Linked DNA regions of Mus musculus: all the other regions are linked to region 4. The links are chromatin contacts, called in public HiChIP or PLAC-seq maps. All regions are on one chromosome and are shown on one strand. Each heading gives the region's core, a stretch centred on a gene start, on an enhancer-like site or on the middle of the called end of the contact. The rest is flanking DNA. Distances are from core to core; before and after follow the strand shown.

Region 1 (3,253 bases), core at 635-3,134, 190 kb after region 4:
TTATTGTTTTTGTTGATTTTGAGACAGTCTTAAGTGTCTAGGTTAGCCTCAAATTTGCTATGTAGCCTAGGATGGCCCTGCACTCCTGATCCCCTAAGCTTGTGCCATTTTTTTTTTTAACAGTTTTTTGTTTTTTTCGAGACAGGGTTTCTCTATAGCCCTAGCTATACAGTGCTGGGATTAAAGGTGTGCGCCACCATGCCCTGCTTTTTTTTTTTTTTTTTTTTTTTTTTCTTCTGAGACAGGGTTTCCCTGTGTAGCCCTGGATGTCCTGGAACTCACTCTGTAAACCAGGCTGGCCTTGAACTCAAAAAACCGGCTGCCTCTGCCTCCCAAGTGTTCGGATTAAAGGCGTGTGCCACCACTGCCCAGCTGGAACTCACTTTTAACAGTTTTCTTGAGGTCTAATTTATGATACGCTGCAAGTTGCAAGTATTTAAAGTGTATACTGTAATTGGTTTTGCCCCATGTACATGTCCACTAAACTAGCACCACCATCAACATGAGAAACACATCATCAAAAACGTGTGTTCTTTGTAACCTATGATCAGAATCACTTTGCCATGCTGTGGGAAGAAAGGTCTAAAGAGGGAACGATATAGACATGGGCAAGCAGTCAAGACCTGCAGTGGCTCAGAGGTGACTAGGTGGCCTGGGCCAGGAAGGTAAACCATAGCTGTATGTAGTCGATTAACAAGTCTTTAATACTTTCCTGACGCTTATGTACTACCACTTATGGGGTAACAGACATACACTCCTTTCTGTGAGGTTCCTGTTACCTTCAACCTAATTATTCCAGTTCTTTTAGACCCCATTCCTTCCATTGGGGCTCTCAATCCACACCTGTTTCTTTGGTCGTTCCTCTTCACACTGCCTTTTTTTTCTATTTCCATCACATTTATACCTCTCGTGCATCCATTTGTCAATCATGCCCACACAAGAGTCCCAATTTTCTCCAGAGAGCCTTTCAAGTTTCCGCCAGTCTCTCCCCTCTCACTCGAATCTCCAGTTGTACTCGATGCTAATAACGCTTCAGAGTAAATTTATTCTTTTAAAATTCCGCCGTAGGGACCCAGTGATGACAGTGTACCAGACCCGGGAACCCCTGTGTCCTCCCCAAGTGCGGGCCCGGGCCTATGCTACTGCAGGCACTCGCTGCCCAAGTCTCCTCGCTGTCAATCCTCCCCTCCTCCTTCGGCATCTGCTCTGCATTAGTCTGTCCCAGGCCTCCGCAGGCGCCGATGATTAAATCATCATCATTAGCCAGGGCCTATTCTCCCCATCCTCGGCAGCAGGGAGAGAGTGGGGAGTAAGAGCTCCCGGTTCCCCGGGGGGTCTCTCCCTCTCCACCCCGCCCAGGGCACCCTCTCCCAGACTTCGCGAGCCCGGAAAAAACTCCCGCGGCGCAGACGGGAGAAGGCCCGCGGCTGGGACGCAGCTCCGCAACGCGGACGCCGCAGCGGAGCAGGACTGCACTGTATAGAGAGGACCCCGGGTCGGAGGCGAGGTCGGGTCCCAGGACTCCCACACTCCGGAGCTGTAGCGGCGGGCGATAGCCCGGCTTCGGGGTCCCAGGGCACACAGGCTCTCTTAGCACAAGCTACCGAAGTTGATCCAGAGGTTGTGTGCGCGCCGTTGGAAGGACGCCCGTGGGAGCGTGCACCGCAGAGACCCTGCTTCACTCAACCCCCCTCCATAACGACCACCGATTGTTGGGGGGGCAGCGGGCTCAGGTGAGCACACGGGGAGCTAAAGAGGGGGCGAGGGCGGGGTGTGCCGGAAAACTAGCCAATCCGGAGAATGTGAGGCCCTCGTTGCTAGGAGACAAGTCCCGCCCCGCAGGCGGTACCGGAAGTGGCGGGCTGGGATCAGCCTTTAAGATGGCGTCTCCTCAGGGGGGCCAGATTGCGATCGCGATGAGGCTTCGGAACCAGCTCCAGTCAGTGTACAAGATGGACCCACTACGGAACGAGGTGCAGGGGCAGCGGGATGACTGCTGGGGTCCGTTAGCTGTGTGAACCCAAACGAAGGAGAGGACGGGTGGCGGCGGGATGGGCGCCCAGTGCGCTTGCGCAGCCACGGGGTGCGCGATACGCACGCGCGATTCTGGCCGAGTTGCCAAACGCTGGACTTGGACGCTTGCGCGTTGTGTCTCCGACAGCGTCTGGTCTCCCGAGGGAAAAAAGAGAGTCAGGCGGGTCCGCGAAAAGAGAGCACCCGCTGTGCGCGGAGCCCTCTGCTGGGCGAAGGGGGAGCTCACTCCCCCGTCTCTTCTCGGGGGCCAGACGACCCAGTCCAATAACAAACTGCTCTGTTGCTGGGAATTGCAGAAGGTGAGATGGGGTGGGCTTGCAAGACCAGTGGGGAGTGACTGAGGGTGTGTCCACAGGAGGAGGTCCGGGTGAAGATCAAAGACCTGAATGAACACATCGTTTGCTGCCTGTGCGCGGGCTACTTCGTGGATGCCACCACCATCACAGAGTGTCTCCACACCTGTGAGTGTCCCGGATCCTGTCTCTCCTCTTCCAAGCTGGCTGCCAGCCTCTGTGCTGCCTGTCCCATGTGTCGGGTTCCCAAGGGACCTGAGCATCTTCGTTTCTCCTCTTACAGTCTGCAAAAGTTGTATCGTGAAGTACCTGCAAACCAGCAAGTACTGCCCCATGTGCAACATCAAGATCCACGAGACGCAGCCGTTGCTCAATCTCAAACTGGATCGGGTCATGCAGGACATAGTGTATAAGCTAGTGCCAGGCTTGCAAGACAGTGAGTGGCCACCTTATATTTGTGGGGCCTCCTGACTCTAATGCTGGGTGGCACCTTGACGTTTTGTTCCCAACAGTTTTGTTGGGAATCAAAAAAATACAAAGATAAAGAGGTCAACAGCCAAAACAAAGAGAATTAATATGGCTGCCCTTCACCCCTCCTTAGGTGAAGAGAAACGGATTCGGGAATTCTATCAGTCCCGAGGCTTAGACAGAGTCTCCCAGCCCAGTGGTGAAGGTATGTCCTTGGTGCTCATTTGGGGGAGGGGGGCAATTAAAGCCCTCAGAGCATCTCTTTTGCCTGGTTTTGCTCTCTGGGGAGAAGAGGGTATGGAACCTGTACCAGCCTCCTCAATATCTACTTTTCCTCAGAGCCAGCCCTGAGCAACCTTGGCCTCCCCTTCAGCAGTTTTGACCACTCTAAAGCCCACTATTATCGATATGATGAACAGCTGAGCCTATGCCTGGAGCGGCTGAGGTGAGGGGCAGGT
Region 2 (3,231 bases), core at 309-2,808, 170 kb after region 4:
CACCACTGTTCCAAGATAAATGGGGAAGGGCCATACCCTTAGCCCCTGTCGACTTAACAGGGCAGGGCTCTGGTTTTTGTAGGTGGCTTCATCCCATTCGTCGACAGCTAGGGGAAGAGAGTGAGGAGTTTGCGCTCCGTGTACAACAGGTGGTAGTGAACAGGGGTGTGGTGGAAGTGGGGGGGTCCCTCCCTCCTGGGGAGAAGGGGAAGAAGACCTGACGAGGCTACAGCTATAACCTTCCAATTCTCCCTAGCTGGTGGCCAAAGAATTGGGCCAGATAGGGACACGGCTCACTCCAGCAGACAAAGCAGAACACATGAAGCGACAAAGACACCCCAGATTACGCCCCCAGTCAGGTGTGTGATCTGGGCACAAAGATGCTTGCTGCGCTTGGTGGTTTTGCTTCCCTCCTTACGCGTGTCTGCCTCTCTCAGTAATCCACTCACCTCATTTTTTTTTCTTTTAAACAGTGCAGTCTTCTTTTCCTTCTCCTCCCAGCCCTTCTTCTGATGTGCAGCTGACCACTCTCGCTCACAGAGTCAAGGAGGTTCTGCCCCATGTGCCATTGAATGTCATCCAGAGAGACCTGGGTATGGGAAAGGGTAGCATCACAGAATGGCAGACACAGGAAAATGGGTCTCAACAGAGAAGGGGTACAGGGAGTGGACACTCTGCCCCTCTCTTCCCAGCCAGGACTGGGTGTGTAGACTTGACCATCACAAACCTGCTCGAGGGGGCTGTGGCTTTCATGCCTGAAGATGTCACTGAGGGATCTCAGTCCCCGCCTGCACCCTCTGCCCCAAAGGTGAGACCTGGAGTAGTCAAGGCCAAGACTTAAGGGCAGGTCTGGGCAGTCTCTGCTCCCTCTCCCTGACTTCTCGCCTTGATGTTGAGACCCTAGCACAGTGCCTCTCTTGCAAAGTAGGCATTCGATGGGTGTATAATGATGATGACTTCGCAAGCCCTCTGACATTGTGATCACCTCAGTTCCCCAGCTCGGGCCTGGCGACCCCTCAGCCCACAGCCCTAACGTTTGCCAAGTCTTCCTGGGCCCGTCAGGAGAGCCTGCAGGAGCGCAAGCAGGCACTGTATGAATATGCAAGAAGGTGAGAGGGTTAGAGGACAATATGTGAGAAAGAACAAGTTGGAGAAAGGCCTGATGAAGCTGATGTGACAAAGCCTATACACTCTCTCCCCCATGTCCCACAGGAGATTCAGAGAGAGACAGGCCCAGGAGGCTGAATGAGCCCAAAGGAACAGGATGGTACCCAGAGCCGCAGGACGGAGACTGGGGGCAGCCCTCACCCAGCTAACAACAGGCCGGATGAGTGGGTGGTAAAAAGGGAGGGATGGGGCTCCCCCAATCTCACATTAAATTCAGGGTTTTCACTCAAGGTCTCTGTTGCCTCTTTGGGTTTCAAAAGCCCCTTGAGCAGGTTTCTTTTCCTGGGTTGAAGACTACAATATGGGTGAGAATGGTCAAAATGGAACTGTGAAATTACACTAAACTGAAGACAAAACAACTGGATCCCAGCTCAATTATAGTGTAGGCTGTCACTCCAAAACTACAAGTCCCAGAATGCATTTCATGACTATAGTCATATAGGCTCAGTTATACAAGCTCAGGGTGGCATCAGGAACCTGCTTTCCATAGGTTCCTAGCTAAGCTGACCAAGGTGGAGCAAAAGGCCCCTCCCCCCAAAATAAAGCTCTGGGATTGGAGTTTGAGCTCAGCCTCCCGGATGGGGCCGGAATTTACCTTTGTACTCCAGGGAGGCCTGGGTTGGTGTGCCTGGCTGGGTGTGTCCAGAACTGGCTGCCATCCTGACCGTGTCCCAGAGCTGCTGGCAGGTTTGAATCCAGAATCATTAATGGCCCTACCTACTGTCCCCTTCTCTCATCTCCAGATTTCTTACTTTTCCCCACTTGGGCCTTTCCCACAGATGACTGCTTCTTGTAGCTCCTGCTGCCACCGTGGGTCCCTGTGCTAGTCACAGATCTTTACTACTCAGGGATCCCAGCTACAAACAGGGTGAAAGTCCACTGGTGATGTCCTCTTAGAGACACCCAGCACGGTTTCCTGGGAAGGATGGACCCCAAGGCATTCTCCCCTGTGGGATAACGTTGGGGATCAAGCTGAGATGGGAATTCAGTATCAGTCACCAGACCCAAGGCCTTACTGGCTGCCCTGCTTTTCGTAGGTTCTATGAGCAGCCACCATGGCCTCTGGGCTGGCAGAAGAGTCTGAACTGAGTCCTGGGGAGTCTGAGCTGGCTGTGAACCCCTTTGATGGGCTCCCCTTCTCCTCCTGCTACTATGAGCTGCTTGAGCAGCGTAGAGCCCTGCCCATCTGGGCTGCTCGCTTCCTGTTCTTGGAGCATTTGGAGAGTAGCCCCACTGGAGTGGTGCTGGTATCTGGGGACCCTGGCTCTGGCAAGAGCACCCAGGTGGAGGAAGATTCTGGGAGTGGACAAAGGGCAGGGTTAAATGTGCTTTTGCCTGGGTAAAGGAGAGGGGATGTGGGCGAGGCTGACCCACTGGGTGGTAAGGTTCAGGGATCCCAGTTCAGCTGGCCATAGTTGTCTGAGGTTCTCCAGTCCTCTGACACATTCCCTCTCCCTACCCCAGATTCCTCAGTGGTGTGCAGAGTTTGCGCTGGCCAGAGGATTCCAGACAGGACAGGTTACAGTCACTCAGCCCTACCCTCTGGCAGCCATGAGCCTGGCTTCAAGGGTGGCTGATGAGATGGACCTGACCCTGGGTCATGAGATTGGATACAGCATCCCTCAGGAAGACTGTACTGGGCCCAACACCATGCTCAGGTGGGCCATCTGCAGTCTGACCTGAGCTTAACTCCCCCTGTGGAGTGGAGACAAACCCAACTGCCTATTATCTCCTTATACCCTCAGCTCAACCTGCAATGGAGTCATGTGATACAAACCTCACTCCCCTACCACAAGATACAGGATATAGTGCATAAACCAAGTGCTCTCAACAGAGATGTGGGATCACACTTAATGGTCCACAGGCTTAGGACATCTTTTTCTGTCCTTCAGTATCAGAATCTGGGCAACTTGGGGAAAAAAAATACATGGATTTTGGTCTGGTCCATGTCCACACTGACTCCCTGCCCTCTACGAATGCCAACAGGTTTTGCTGGGACAGGCTATTTCTGCAGGAAGTAGCCTCAACCCGGGGCCCTGGAGCCTGGAGTGTGCTGATACTGGA
Region 3 (2,929 bases), core at 100-2,599, 230 kb after region 4:
CTTTGGTAGCTGAGTTCAGAAATCCAAGGGAGGATGGGCATGGAACCTGAGATGGATCCCTTTGAAGACTCACACCAGAGTTCATAGTAGTAGGTGCAGCAGCCAGTCTCCCCACAGCAATGACCAGTCTCACAGAGGTAGGGCTGGGTATTCACTCCTGGGCACAGCTCTCGAAGCTGGAGGCAAGGAGGCACTAAGAACCAGGGGCTTCTACCCAAGGCCCTGTCCACCCCCACCTCCTGCACGCACATACAGTCCCACCCACGAGCCGACCTAGCTTGGAAGGATGGCATGGGATGCTAAAAGGAGGGTCTATATGTAGGGCTATCAGTATGGAAGATTTAAAATGCCAGAAACTAGTGAGAAAGTAAAGTGTAAATACAGAGAAAGTGATATCAGTTCTTTAAACCCAATACTTTTCTCACAGAAGCCTGGCCCCAAGGGTGGTTTTTTGTAGGCTAATGTTTTAAAAGAAACAAAACATAGTGTGACAATGGGTAGGAATTTAAGGCCATTTCCAAAGCTAAAAAGCTTTCAACATCTCCCACCCCAAAGGTCTGCCTCCCACACCCCCAAGATGGTTTTTTTTTTCCACCCCTGGGTCTCAAGCTCCCTGGGGTAGAGGAGGCACAGTGTGAGACCCAGAGCAGTGCTCCCAACCAGATGGGATTGCTGTGGATGATAAAGGATGGTATCCAGGGCGCGAGTCTGGGTTCCAGCTCGTCTCCAAATTGCTCCCTCAAGAGAAGATGCTGCCGGACTCTGCTGTGACAATAGGCACAGAGAAAAACATCACAAATAACTGCTGCAAGACAGAGGGAACCTCCCTGGGGGTTTCACTACGCCTCTGGTAACTGGAGAGCCACTGCAGGCTTGCATTGCAACCATGAGATGGGGTCTAAGAGGGTGCAGGTAAAGTCAACTGCATCTACGTAATAAGTCTAGACAAAGAGTAGAATGGTCATGTTCAGGAACTTCAGAGTACCTTTGGCTCCATGAGCTCCTCCCCCACCCCGGACAGGAAGTGACAGGAAAGGGGAAAGAGAAATAAATGGCTGTAGTGAGATAAGCTTTTAGAGCTGCTGGGATACCTGCTGTTGCGGCGCCTGAAGTGACCCCCAGGCCTCTTCGCTGCTGTTCCTGCTGCTGGCCCGAGCCATGCCTCCACCTACAGACCCCTGAAGACCACAGCCTCCTCCACCGCCAGCTGCCCCGCCCCTGCCACCTCTGCCGCCACTTCCATGGTCCCTGCCCGGCCCATCGCCACCGGTGCCACCATCACTCCGCGGCCGGAGCTCCCGGCCGGGGAGAGCACCTCCAGAGGACACAGTTGCTCAGTCCAGCCAATCAGAATCGCTAACTAACAGATCAGCCAATAGGAACCGGTCACAGGTTTCTCCTTTTGCCCAATCCGCAGCGGCGCCTGTGCCGCTCTCCCAGACAACAAGAACTCACACAGACAAAGACAGGGGAAAGGCTCGACCAAATGCCTGACTGACAGCAACAATAGCCAGTACGGACAACAGAACAAGCTTTGACTTATCGGCCAATGAACGGCCGTTCAGCACAAAAATTTTCGCCGATTGGCTGAATGACTTTACACACTCAGGTTCAGACTCCGCCGGCTTCCCACTCCAGCAATTCGATACAAGCTGAGGCACTGTACGAAATTTAATAGGGTGGGGGAGACAGCAGGAATGTGGCGTGGGAGAGGTCTTAGGTGGCCAGGAGTGGGGACCCCGGGCCCTCGGGCCCTCCCAGCCGTAGCTGCAGGTTGATGCGGTAGCACTGTAGGCTGCAAAGGGCCTGGCCGGTGCGGGAGCAGGCATAACGACGCGGGTGGGGGCAGCCGGGGACAGAGCATCGTGGAGCGGGGCCCGATGGGGCAGGCCGCTGTGCCACCGCCGTGGGTGTGGGAACGCCGGGAGGAAAAGACAAGGTGGAGCCCTGTGCCCCGCTGCAGTAGCGCACCATGGGTGCAGGGGCCGGGGCAGCAGCCCGTCCTCCGCGCCGCTCGCCCCGCGCCGCCCCGCGCCCTCCACGCCCGCTAGGAGCGGCCGTCTTGGTGAGGCGCTCAATTGTCTGATTTTTGTGCTCCTCGGCCCTCCTCGCCGCCTGCAGCCGCCGCTTCCGTGCACGCTCCTCACGCTTCAGCAGCATCTCTTCGGTGAGGGCAGGGGCAGGGCAGCCCCCACCCACTGGCAGAGGCAGAGTCGGGGACGGCTGGCTCCGCGCCTTCTGGAGGAGGGCTCGCTGGGGAAAGAGACAGAGGATGTCTGAGAACCAAATGGCGAGGTTTTTGGGGTCACCCACCCCTATTTTCGTTTGTTTTTGTTTCGAGGCGGTCTCACTATATAACTTTGGCTGCCCTGTAAGTCACTATGTAGACCAGGCCAGCCTGGAGCTCACACTCTTGCCTCTGTTCCCTAGGTGCTGGGATCAAATGCTTGTGCCACTGTCCCCATCTTTAGGGACCCTTAATACCACACTTCTCTTCCCAGGGTTCCTGCCTCTCACTCAGGTCCAAAGGAGGAAACAAAAGTATGGTACCCTGCCTGCCCCTTGTGTAGGTTTTTGTTGTTGCTGTTATTTTAAATAGTATCTCAGGAAAAAACATCAACTTGGATTTGGCTCAAACCAAAAAGAATTACCCTGGATTCCTTTTTTCTCCCACTAAGTAGCTACTTCCGTCATACATCCAGGCTTCAGTGCAGGTTTCTCTATTCCTTTTACTACTTTCTTCTGGACTCGGGCCATCACCAGCTCTCCCAGTTTCCACACCCCATACCCCTCTCCCAGTTTATTGATTGATTGTGTCAGGCTATCTATATGTATTTTTAGATGCCTCGGAATTTGTAACCATCCTCCTGTCTCTCAAGCTCTGGGGCACAGGTCTGCGCCACGACAGCCTACACTTCAGCAGCTTCCT
Region 4 (2,949 bases), core at 156-2,655:
GAGCACCTCAATTCCTACCCAGCCCACCCGGGGTCAGCTTTCTGTACTTGACCCCAGAGACCTGACACTCACAGAGGCCCAAAGGATGAATCTGTTTCCTGATGCTCACATCCTGGCCTTCTTCTCCCAGCTAAAGTGGACACTAGGAGGCTAAGAGTGTAGCTTAGGGGGAGGATACTCTACATGCTCGGCATGTATGAAGTCCTGGCTTCAGTTCTGGAGATACAGTTAAATAAAATGGATACTAGGAACTGAACATTCCAAGAACCATTTTCATCTGGGTACCACCTTCAGGGCTCGTGGGTTGCTGAGGAGGACTCAAAACCTCAGGTCACATTGGGATTTGACCCTACCACTAACAAAGAGATACAAAGACCCGCAGTGTCCCTTTTCATCAGCATCTCACAGGAGGGTCAATCCAGGCGAGCCCATGCTTTCCTCAGTTCCCATGAATCAGTGCTCTGGAAGCAAACGCTGTTATTGAGACTCTGGAAGCTCAGTTATTAATAGAGCCAAAGACCGGGCTTTACTTGAAAGACAGGTACCCTGTCCACCCAGTGCTGACCAGGCCATGGGATGGGGGGAGTACTGAAGTTGTTGCGGGTGGTTTTCTGCTCTTCTTAGTGCCCCCTAATGACAGCATCTCCCAGGAAAAGGTCAAAGTTAGCCTTTCATTCTGGTCCTTGCAACGCCCAGGGCTTCCCAGCAGCTGGCAGAGGAGGGTGGGCCAGGGAAGCTTGCTTTACTGATTCTCTGTTGAGACCCACTCCTTCCATGCCTGATGCTTTTCCAAACCACTCTTGTCAACATACCTTGGCGACTTTGCAGCTTCCCTAACCTTCCAGAGCCTTGTTTGTCTCCATCAGTCGCTACCATAATGCCTTCTTTGTTCCATGGGCACTTGCGCACCTTATGCACATCTGGATTGCTGAAATATTGGAGCTGGGGGTGGGGCGGTGATGATTTGAGATGTAGTTCTTGCCTACAGACCAAGTGCTTGCCTACCTATTGTACGACAGACTTTTCATGGAAGGACACCAAGACACTCATCTATTCACCCCAGAGAGGGAGGCCATGGCAGATCAAAGTAACGACTGTAGCAACATCCAATTTGGTAAAAAGTAAGTTTTTACAGGAGTTACTATCAGGACTGTGGGTGAGGGGGTCACTTATAAAGAGCAGGGATCACTCAGAAGCAGCCGCATCACCAGAAAGCCCACCCCAACATGGGTGACCTGTCCCCATAGCTGCAACCCTGGAGCTCTCTGTGCATCCTGGGGCACTTCAGCAGCTCAATCTCCAGACACTGCGCATGGGGCTGAGCCGTAAGCATCCTTCAGACTTGTGTGCTCCCAGGCATGTGACCTTTCGTTGCCCTCCTGGAGAAAGTATTTGCTCAGAGGGCGTGTTGCCACTTTGCTGCTGCGTTTCTTTTACAGGATAATAGCAGTGGGTTTTCCCCTAAGGTGGCATAGGCCTGACCCACTTCCTTCTGCAGGAAATAGAAAGGGGAAAGGTTGTTGGTGCCCAATTGGTTCTTTTCCCCTTTTCCTTAAAGTCTGGGCCCCATCCCATGGGAAGGGATCACTCTGTTCAAGGTGGGCTTTCTCCCCCAGTTAATCCTCTTTGGAAAAACTCTGTCTCTCTCCCCGTCTCTCTGTGACTGTGTGCATGTCCGTCTGTCTCTCTTCTCTCTCTGTCTTTTCTCTTCATCTATATCCCTCTCTCATACAGACACACAAAATGGGCTTCATTAATGACCTGCTTGTGTATATTTGTATTTTATCATTTAATTTTTTGTGTGTTTTGTTTTAAGATTTATTTTATTGTATGTGTGTGACTGTTCTGCATGCGTGTATGTCTATGTGTGGGCCTGGTACCCATGGAGGTCAGAAAAGGGCCTGAAATACCCTGAAACTGGAGTTTATGGATGGCTAACCATAAACTGCCGTGTGGGTTCTGGGAAGTAAGCTCTGGTCCTCTCCACGGGCATCTGTTGAACCATGGAGCTCTCTCTCTAGCCCCTGCTAAGCTGTGTGTCTGTCTGGTGTCCTCTTGCTTGGGCTGCAGCCTTGTTGATGGATTGTATGTTGATGAGGACTGACCTGCTCTCACCACCCTGAGAAGACATTTATGATGATTACTTTTGATTGTCGACTTGACTGACTTAACGGCCAACTAAGGTTGTGCGTGATGGCACATACATTTAACCCCAGCACCCGGGAGGCAGAGATAGGTAGATTTCTGTGAAATTTGAGGATAGGGGGATCTATGTAGTGAGTTCCACACTAGCCAGGGCTATAGTGTGAGACTCTGTCTCAAAATCAAATCAAAACAAAAACAAAACTAACTAAAAGGAAAAACAAACAAAAAACTGGGCTGGAGAACTGGAGGGTCACAACCACCTGTAACTCCCATTCCAAGGGGTCTTCTGCCCTCTACAGGCCTCCATGGACACTGCACTCACACACACAGCAAGAAAGACACACACAAACACACACAATTTTACAAAATAATAATGAATTCTTGAAAGGAGAAAGAGAGAGAGATGTTGGCACAGAAGTGTCAGAAACTTCTCGATTGCCCCCACACTTGGCTCGTGGGATCCTGCTGGGCATTCCATGAACACGCGTGAGCAGTCACCACTGTTTGGTGGCTGGCATGGTTAACCCCATAGACTGATTCTGAGATTCTCGTTTGCACAGGCTTCCATAAATGCACAAAGTACCTAGAACGGTCTTCTTCTTAAGGTTGAAATCACAGCCTGGACTACCACTTGCTTCTGGTATCTCTTCTATACTGATGCTAAGTTCCTTTGACCTGAAGCAGGTGATGTCAGTCTCATTGCAAGGACTGCCCAGTGCCCTTTCTCCTCATATTCTGAGCACAGAATGCGCTGCCCTTGCTCATGACCCATTCAGGACTCATCCCCGCCCTCCACTCTTCGTG

The links. HiChIP or PLAC-seq counts read pairs in DNA pulled down with a chosen protein or histone mark.
Region 1: a FOXA1 HiChIP or PLAC-seq map of pancreatic cancer cells shows a contact between it and region 4. The contact joins the promoter of Pcgf1 here to the enhancer-like site in region 4. A contact is called at or near these places in 4 of 39 promoter capture datasets (the 3T3-L1 cell line, 3T3-L1-derived adipocytes, embryonic stem cells and 1 more), 4 of 484 Hi-C or Micro-C datasets (embryonic fibroblasts, embryonic stem cells, group 2 innate lymphoid cells and 1 more), 3 of 115 datasets of contacts at active chromatin or transcription factors (bone marrow-derived macrophages, embryonic stem cells and pancreatic cancer cells) and 1 of 9 other capture datasets (adipose tissue).
Region 2: an HNF4G HiChIP or PLAC-seq map of pancreatic cancer cells shows a contact between it and region 4. The contact joins the promoter of Dqx1 here to the enhancer-like site in region 4. A contact is called at or near these places in 3 of 484 Hi-C or Micro-C datasets (the N1E-115 cell line, embryonic fibroblasts and group 2 innate lymphoid cells), 3 of 115 datasets of contacts at active chromatin or transcription factors (bone marrow-derived macrophages, embryonic stem cells and pancreatic cancer cells) and 1 of 9 other capture datasets (pancreatic islet).
Region 3: a contact with region 4 is called in an HNF4G HiChIP or PLAC-seq map of pancreatic cancer cells. The contact joins the promoter of Wbp1 here to the enhancer-like site in region 4. A contact is called at or near these places in 1 of 39 promoter capture datasets (cranial neural crest), 2 of 115 datasets of contacts at active chromatin or transcription factors (pancreatic cancer cells and stem cell-derived neural progenitor cells) and 1 of 9 other capture datasets (adipose tissue).

What each region holds. Positions count from the first base shown.
Region 1 is chr6:83,076,506-83,079,758 of GRCm38.p6, forward strand. It overlaps Pcgf1 (polycomb group ring finger 1), which reads left to right and starts at 1,885. Exons shown (of 9, transcript NM_197992.1): 1 at 1,885-1,973; 2 at 2,390-2,495; 3 at 2,611-2,763; 4 at 2,929-3,000; 5 at 3,135-3,240. The coding sequence starts at 1,917.
Region 2 is chr6:83,056,286-83,059,516 of GRCm38.p6, forward strand. It overlaps Dqx1 (DEAQ RNA-dependent ATPase), which reads left to right and starts at 1,559. Exons shown (of 12, transcript NM_033606.3): 1 at 1,559-1,854; 2 at 2,145-2,450; 3 at 2,632-2,825; 4 at 3,154-3,231. The coding sequence starts at 2,223. Aup1 (ancient ubiquitous protein 1) reads left to right here. Exons shown (of 12, transcript NM_007517.4): 7 at 83-149; 8 at 257-359; 9 at 474-593; 10 at 693-808; 11 at 991-1,109; 12 at 1,213-1,397. The coding sequence ends at 1,249.
Region 3 is chr6:83,120,112-83,123,040 of GRCm38.p6, forward strand. Wbp1 (WW domain binding protein 1) reads right to left here and starts at 1,350. Exons shown (of 5, transcript NM_016757.2): 1 at 1,092-1,350; 2 at 661-765; 3 at 74-176. The coding sequence starts at 1,160. It overlaps Ino80b (INO80 complex subunit B), which reads right to left. Exons shown (of 5, transcript NM_023547.2): 5 at 1,654-2,253. The coding sequence ends at 1,717.
Region 4 is chr6:82,890,311-82,893,259 of GRCm38.p6, forward strand. No RefSeq gene overlaps it. Among named protein-coding and RNA genes, the nearest start is that of 2310069B03Rik, 9.9 kb to the left of the region's middle. Within about 2 kb of position 1,406, at least 31 of the 459 cell types and tissues checked have an H3K27ac peak or open chromatin away from gene starts, as enhancers often do. A contact at or near this core is called in pancreatic cancer cells, where this site is marked.